Regions from separate parts of the Capra hircus genome. Here region 2 is linked to region 1. Evidence: chromatin contacts called from public Hi-C data. All regions are on one chromosome and are shown on one strand. The core of a region is the stretch at or near the end of the contact, and the rest is flanking DNA. Distances in the headings are between cores, read along the strand shown.

The links. Hi-C and Micro-C count contacts between places; a contact is called where the count stands out from the background.
Region 2: a Hi-C map of blood shows a contact between it and region 1, with 6 times the contacts expected there. The contact joins the enhancer-like site here to the promoter of CHSY1 in region 1. A contact is called at or near these places in 2 of 5 Hi-C or Micro-C datasets (both in blood).

The regions. Positions count from the first base shown.
Region 1 is chr21:4,510,924-4,514,760 of ARS1.2, reverse strand. It overlaps CHSY1 (chondroitin sulfate synthase 1), which reads right to left and starts at 2,265. Exons shown (of 3, transcript XM_018066428.1): 1 at 1,935-2,265. The coding sequence starts at 2,257.
Region 2 is chr21:4,769,442-4,773,879 of ARS1.2, reverse strand. LRRK1 (leucine-rich repeat serine/threonine-protein kinase 1) reads left to right here. Exons shown (of 35, transcript XM_018066303.1): 8 at 3,443-3,669. Among named protein-coding and RNA genes, the nearest start is that of LRRK1, 90 kb to the left of the region's middle. Within about 2 kb of position 3,004, at least 4 of the 5 cell types and tissues checked have an H3K27ac peak or open chromatin away from gene starts, as enhancers often do.

The sequences.
Region 1 (3,837 bases), core at 1,016-3,515:
TGCTGGAAAGCTGACGGAACGACTGTATAGAATATACCATTTCCGGGCAAGGGTTTTATCAAAAAGGCAGAACTTCCACAAAGAAGGGCCAGAGGACAAATTATGTTTCTACTTTTCCCTAGCTGCCTTAAAGAAAATAAACAATGAGATAAAATCCTACATCCAAAAAAGATGAGGTAGGAGATTTGGAAAGGAGGCCAAGCATAGAGCCTCAAGCATGGGTTTGGGGAAAGATCATTTCCAAGTGTTAAATAGTATCCAGTGTGCAAATCATTTTCTGAGTATTGCTGGTGTTACCAGGACCCCTTCTAGTTTGTGATTTTGTTATCTATGAAAAAGTATTTGCTTGGGGGGCAGGGAGTTACATGTCCATATTTGAACAAACCACTTTGGTAACTGTCCCAAACTTGATTTCAAAGAACTTGTCATCAAATTGGAGTCATATAGATTTACTTTAAAAACCATGTTGTAAACAATGTATATAGCTCATCCTCAATTTCTGATTAGGTATTCCCTTTTTCAAAAATCAAATGTTTTTTTGATATACACCTAAAACACTGTAAATCAACTATACTTCAAAGGCCAGAAAAACAAACCACGAAACAACAAAAAGCACAACTCCACCTAATTCAATACATCTGGGAGAAAACCATGATCTGCATGTTTGCTTCCAAGTCATGATCTTAGTCAAATTTATGCTACCTTTTCTAACCTTTTCAGGCACTCAGTCCCCTTCTGGCAGAACCTAGGTCATGGACTTAAACAAGATCCAGTGGAAACACAGGAATGGGAATCAATGCACTGAAAAGGCAGACTTTCTCTACTGCTCTCTACCTTCCTTTTCAACCCTTTTCCTCCTCCTTTAGAGGAACGGAGCCCCAAATATGCTTTTCTCCTCACAACATCTAATGCCTGAAAATTTAGACCAGGACTACAGTTAAAAGCCGAAGTTATACAGGTGATGGTTATAAATTAAGAACAACCACCAGCTTGGCCTCTCTCAGTAATGACTGCTCTAAGAGTCCATTCCCAGCAGACCTCTCAGGTTGGTTTGCTCTGTGGTTGGATGAATACCAAATGTTATCTGTAGAGTAAGCATTTCTGTAGTTCACACAGATAAGGTTTCCATTAAATCTCTTTACTGAATCTATTAATACATCCCTCTTCTACCTCAAATTCATTCCAATATCATCTCTCTTTCACTCTTCTAAAGATTACTTTGGCTAATCCCTTTGTTAATCCTGAACATGATTCCAGCCACTTTTCTGACTCATATGGCCAACTAGGACCCAGATACCGGATAACACACACGTCACTAAACTGGGCTAGTTAACAACAAATCTACCATGAGCCAAGAACTGCTTTCCCAAAGGTTCTCTTTCCAATTACAAAAGTCTGGTGGGGTTGAGTGTGCAGCGTGTACCCCTTCCATTTACCAGAATGGTCCCAACAGTGAAAACTAAAAGTGGAAGGCCTCTGACCAAATTAACTTACACAGGCTCTAGTTCTGCAAGGCTAAAAGTGCAGGTTTCAGAGCCTCGAATAATAACCCCCGCTGCCACCACAATTACCATTATTGTGCTGAGTTTTCCGAACACTCTTATGGGTGTTTGGAAATGTTCCGTGGTGCTCATTCAACAAAGGAAAGGACTAGGACAAGAAAAGATGAAGCGCGGAGCAGAAAGTCCGCGTGAAGACTACACCCAGAGGGGCCACGCTGGTCCGCTGGACCCCAAAGCCCCTGCTTTTGAGCGCTGCGCTCGCTATACGGCCCCTGAGCCCGCTGCCAACGCCCGGCACGCCCCACGGGGCACAGCGGCCCCACGGAAACCCAGCGAGCGCCGGGTCTGGGAGGCAGGCAAAGGCGCGCGCCGCACGCGGGCCGCGGGGCAGCGCGCTCGGATGCTGGACGCCGCCCGGGAGCGGGGACTCACCTGAAGGCCGCCACCGCGCGGGTCTGCAGGTACTTCTGGGCGGTCATGACTCCCACGAAGAGAAAGTTCCTGTCGCGCGGGACGCCATCCTGGGCCTCGCTGTGGGGCCAGAGCCGCTGCCCGCGCGCATCCCCGCGCGCCCCGCCGGCCAGGGGCACCGCGGCCGCCTGCCCGGGCCGGCAAGCCTCGGGGCTGGCGCGGCGCCGCGGGCCCGCCCGCTTCAACTCGGAGGCGCGGGGCAGCACGAGCCGCGAGGCCAGCACGAAACCCAGCACAAGCCCGAGCAGCACGCTGAGCCAGGCGCGCCGGCCGCGCACGGCCATGCCCGCGCCGCTCCGCCCGCCGGGCCGCCGCCGCCGCCGCCGCTCCGCGCGCCCTCAGCCCGCCCGCCGAGGCCAGCCCGCCCTACGCGGCCCCGCCCGGGCAGCGCCGCGGCTGCGGCGGGCCCGCCGTGCCCATCGCGGAGCGCGGGCCGCCCGCAGGCCCCGCGCCGGCGCTCGGTCCCGCTCGCGCGCGCCCGCCCTCAGGGGCGCAGCATGCCCAGCGCGCGCCGGCCGCGGCCCCCCGCCCGCGCCCCGCGCCCCGCGCTCCCCGGCCGGCTCGGCTCCCCGCGCGGCGCCCCCCGGGCGCTCGGCTCCGCTGGCGCTGCGCGCGGCACGCTGATGTCCGTGGCCGGCGCCGGCGCGGCCGCTGCTCATCGTCCGGCTCCGCGCGCCATCGCCGCGGGGGCGCCGCACGTCACGCACGGCGCGCAGGGGGCGGTGCGCTGTGGCCCCGCTCGGGATCCGTCCGCGCCGCGCGATTGGCGCGGCAGTGAATGGGGGGCGGTTCACGTGGCGAAAGTTTGCCCGAAAAAGAAAGCCCAGCTCAGAGCCCCGCCCGCGCGGTCTGCGGCGGCCCCGGGCGGAGGGGGCGTGGGTCGGGCGCGGCGCCGCCTGGGGCCGGGAGCGAGGCGCCCGGCCGCCCGTTACCCGCCCCGCCGGGGCATCCCTGCTGCGGCGCGCGGCGCTGGCTCTAGGCCGTTCCGCCCGGCCTCCGGCTGCCGCGAGACGCTGCGCCAACGTGGATCTTATCAGGGATTTCTAAGAAGGGGCTTCTTGGTCCTCGAACAGTGCACTCGTGGAGGACGAGCCGCGCGTTCCTCCTGCACACACTGTCCTCAGACACACCCGCCTCCCCACGCCCAGCCCTCCAGCCGGGCGGACCTCTCCGGCCACCTTCCCTGCGTCCTCCCGATTCACACTGTATCTTTGTTCCCGCAGCTCTGTGGGTACGAGCGAGCATGTGTAGCATAAACAGCTCAGGAACCGTTTGAAACGTGCATGACTGCAGAATGAACCGTGAATTCAGCTACCTTGTTCTCTGCTACTGGTTTCCAAGCTAAAAACAGAAAGAAAAAGAAAGCTATACTCAGTGTCCAACCTTCTAACACTAGCAGCATTTAAAGGATGTTGAAGAAATGGTAGATGGTGTTAATACGCTTTTTCTTTACATTCTACGTAGAAACTCATCAGTTTCTCTAGTCTGAGTCTTTGTGTTTTAACATCATCCATCCATAGAAGTGCCATGGGTTTCTAAAAACAGTTTTTGAGAACCGGCTTCTCTATGATGGATTTTGAATTCTATGCACTTCTTCTTAAAACAGCTAAGGTAACAAAAAGCTGATGAAATGACCACACAACAAATATTTGTGTAAATTATTATTATTTAGTCGCCAGTGTGTTGGAGGTTTTTTTTTTTTTTTAATGAAACTCCCAGAGAGCACAGTAGTTCCCTCGGCCTGACAGGTTCCCGTCATTTAAACAAATGAAGCCAAGAATTAGGGACAGAAAATAAGCACGCTTGGGTAAACCTTGGATCTTTCTTCATTGCTAAGATGACCAAATGAAGAAATATACACAAT
Region 2 (4,438 bases), core at 1,755-4,254, 260 kb before region 1:
TTGGGGAGGCTGTGGGGTTTGAGCAGACCTTGATAGTTTAGAGTGGTGGATACGGCTAGAGGCGGTAGTAGATGGATTGTTGGTCACAGTGGCTTGACTCTTTTCAGCACACAAACAATTCTTGAGTGTCTGCTGCACGCTAGGCACAGTGCTGAGCTTCAGAGGTGGTTACATGAGGCCTAGCACTGGAGATGCAGACAGTCCAGCTTCTGGAAGGCCACACTGCCTCCTGGGGCAGAGGAGATGGAGACAACCCTCGGGCTGGCAGCGTAGCACGGAATCCACAGGCGGTTTCCTAAAAAGAGAGTTGAGCCTGACAGTGCCTGAAAAAGTGCTCACCCTCACTCAGCTTGCCCAAGACCCCACATGGGGTGAGTTAGGCATACACAGGGCTCGAGTCCCCGAGGCAGAGTCCCTGCCCCTTATGCAGTTCTAGGCTGCAGCTCCAGGATCAGAGAGGCTGACACAGAGGAGATGCAGGAGGAAGGTTGCCATTGTCGAGACACAAAGTCTCAGCTGGTTCCCCGAGGATGTCTGATTTGTGTCGTAATTGGCTCGTCTCACCATAACAACCTGAGTTACACCTGTTGTTTTATTTTTGATGGCCCTTACAGAGTTTTATTTATAAAACTTTCAACCAACACCTAAGGCTTGTTATTTAAAAGCAAACCCAGTCTCCTTTTCACTTTGCATTTGACTGCCGTATCAGTTCAGGTGACCTGAATGGCCACACAGGTCCGTGCAGAGGGGAGAGAGTCAGACTGCGATCTGGACGCCTTGGATCAACAATGGCTGCTAACACCACAGGATGAACTGACGTAGGAACAGGAAACATTCCCTAGTCTCCGAGTATCACCCTCTCAGATTGCTAATCACAGAGCACAGTGTGACTTCGTGGCACAGAGGTAAACAGTCTGCCTGCCAGTGGGGAGATGCAACAGACTCGGGGTCGATCCCTGGGTTGGGAAGATCCCCTGGAGGAGGATCTTCAGTATTCTTGCCTTGGAAATTCAGTGGACAGAGGAGCCTGGCGGGCTCCAGTCCATGGGGTCCCAAAGAGTCAGAAACAACTGAGCGTGCTCACACACGTGCACACACAAAGTGTGGCATTACAAAGGACAGATCCCTTAACCACGGGATCAGACTTGGCATCACCATTAGTGAAGGCCATTAGGCCACGTCAGGTGGCCTCTTGTGGAGTTCAGTTAGTAGGAATGAACACTGAGATTTTTGCCAAAAATGTTTGACTTGAATCTAAACATTAGGAAGCAAAATTCAGATTATGGGATATTCTACAGAACAACTAGAATGACCTGAAAACTGGCAGTGCCGAAGTTTAAAAGGACAGCAAAAGGCGTGAGGATTCTTCTAGATTCAAGAAAGGTTAGGGTTAACTAAATGCAATGTATGATTTTTGTTGAGATCCTGGATCAAGATGCAGAATAGTTATGAAAGACGTTTCGGGAATATTTGAACATGGAGTATGGATTTGATAATGTTGTACTGATTTCATTTCTTCCGAGATAACGTTGGTGTGAATGAGGCGCCACGGTTACTTTCAGATGACTCAGCAAAAAATGGAAAGTGTGTGTTTGTGTGGAGGGAAAAAGAAGAAAAAGAGATGTGGCAACATGTTAACAGTTGGTGAATCTAGATGAAGTGTATATGAACGGATATGCATTGAACTGGTTAAGCCTTTCTGCAGTTTTGAAATTTTTCAAGATGCATAATTATGGGGGGAAACAATAGTGATAATAAAAACAGGCTACAGCTCAAGCTTGACTTGTCTAAAATAAAACTGAGACTAAAACTCCATTCTCTTGACCTGAAATCCAGTAATACCACCGCCTCTCTCCATCGAGGTGAGTGGAGAGAGACAGGCAGACAGAGACAGAGCCCCCATCTCCTTGGTTCAAAACCCAGAGTTTTGAGAAGGAACAGCAGACCCAGCTTTCCAGCCCTGGCAAGTTAGCCAAGGAGACAAAGCCGAGGCGCACACGCCACCTTGTGACCAGATAAGGGAGTCTACTGCTGCCAATTTTGAAAGCGAACTTACCTCGCGTTATTGGTATCCTTCCCAGTTGCAACATTTTCCCTTTAGTGAAGCACTAATTCTTGTTTCTCCAATTTTCTGATACGGATTTCCAGCTGCTTTAGAGACACTAGCCAAAAGAGCCGATTTCCTTTCCCCAGAAACCTCAGTGAGCCCCACATTCTTGGATGATCAAGAAGAGCAAAGCCCTGCTCGTGAACATTTCACCAGATCCCACTTACCACCATGTGCCAGCAAGCTGCTGGCCTTTCTGACCCAACCAAATGAGAAAAGCAAAGGAGATTTATTCAGCGCTTTTGATAGCGAGTCAGCCACCGTCGCTTGCCTTTTGTCAGAGGAGTGGAGAGGCTTTATCACGGACAAGGGCAAGCCATCGGGTGTGCCCTGTCTGGTGGTGGTTGGTGGGCAAGCTGGAAGCGGCGACCTAGAAGGGGGCATCCTTCATAACTGGTTGGGGGAGCATGTTTGACTTTCCCTAATTAGTCATAGCAGTTGTCTTAGCCTAGGGCTAGAGAACCCTTCTCACCTGAAAGAAAGGATCATATAATTTATACTTTATTTCTTTAAATAGAATGAGTCAAACTCTAGGTCAAGTTCAGTCTCTTCCTTTCCAGAGTGTGTTCCTTAGACCAGCAGCTCTGGCATCACCCGGGAGCTTGCAGGAAATGCCAAATACCAGGCCCCACCCCTGACTCACTGCAACGCCTAGTAACAGTCCAGGAAGCTACAGGGTAACTTCTGTAACAGTTGGCCCCAAACGTCCGGGACTCGACTGAGAAGTAACCGCTTCCCTAGCTTTGTCCCTGCTTCCAGTTTAGATGAGGGGGTTATTAGTGTCCTGGTAGACTGCTGCAGGTTGTGGGTCAAAGTCCTCTTTTTCCCATGTGGTGTCTGGCGGTCGCCTGTGTGTTGTTGCTCACTCTGGAAGCGGTGCATCCACAAAGCACCCCACATGGTGTGAGCACGCGCAGGCGCTTCTTGCCCTAATCATGGGGAAGAGTGACCTGAAGGGAGAAGACCCAGGTTTGGGTCTCCGCCTTCTTCTGCAGGCTGGGGAGGGTCCTCCAAGTTGGGGTGGCCTCTTCTGCACAGAGCAGGGGCTATTCCTGCTGAGTGTCCCGCCTGGCTGTGATCAGCCCTCTCAGAGGTGACGCAAAGCCCACGTGCTCCCTCTCGAGTCTGGAGAGCGCATTGCTGTGTCTGCAGAGATTCCCTCAAGGATACAGGTGCCCCCAAGTGACGACGTGCTCCCAGTTCTCCTGATCTCTCAGGACTCTGCTGAGATGAGCAGACAGACTCACACTTGGATAAACCATTGCTTTATTCCAAGTCTGTGTGAGCCCTGGGTTTACCACTGGCGTGTGCTTTGCCCATTTCTCCAACACCCAGGCTCTTCGTGTGAAATGGTCCCACCTCAAGCTGCCCTGGGTGGATCTGGACTGGCTCATCGACATCTCCTGCCAGATCACAGAGCTGGATCTTTCTGCCAACTGTCTGGCGTCCCTCCCCTCGGTCGTCCCCTGGGGCCTCATCAACCTCCGGAAGCTGAACCTCTCGGACAACCACCTGGGGGAGCTGCCCAGCGTGCAGTCATCAGATGAAATCATCTGTTCCAGGTGGGCTCCTGCCCCGCGGCCCCGGTGGGGGGCCTTCGCCATGGGAGCCTGGCTGCCCCCGCACCCTCTGCCTGTAGCATCTGCTTCCTGCAGTCATGCTGCCTGATTATAGCTGGTGCTTTGGAAAACAGATTTTCAGCTAAAATGAGAGAAGGAAGTTGTGTGTGCCTTTAGCAAGCTCTTGGGCACAAGGTCCTGGCCTGCTGTCCACGTGAACACAGAGAGTTCTGCCAGGGTTGGCCCATGTGTCCACTGCTCTTTGCAGCGATGCAGGCCTGCCAGCCCACGATGCCCAGTCTTGGTCCTGCAGGCAGGCATCAGAGGAAGGGGGCTGGTGGAGGCCACGGGGCCCAGACACTCCAGCTTTTGGCCTACCTCCCAAGGAAAGTGAGCAGGGCCTCCAAGAAGCAGTTAACTGCACAGGACTCTGGCCATGGTCTAACAGTGTGGGCAGCTCCTGTCTCTTTCTGGGAGGCCTTGGGAAGACACCCAAGCCCCCCGATGAGGCTGCATAGGGAGGGGAAGGACCTTCCCTTCCCTGATGTACTGATGATCATGTCTGTAAGCCCTCGTTCCATATGGGACATGAGCTGATTTCAAAAGCTAAGGCTCTAAGTGAAGTGAAGAAAAGACTGTTGATAAGAGCGTAGGGTTAGCAGTAACTCGTGGGAAAGAAGCCCTGTACAAAAAATTAAGTGCCGTGGAGTGGGGGTCCTTAACCGGGGCAGAGCCAAGAGTCCAAAAGGTTACAAAGCACTGCTCTCTGGAC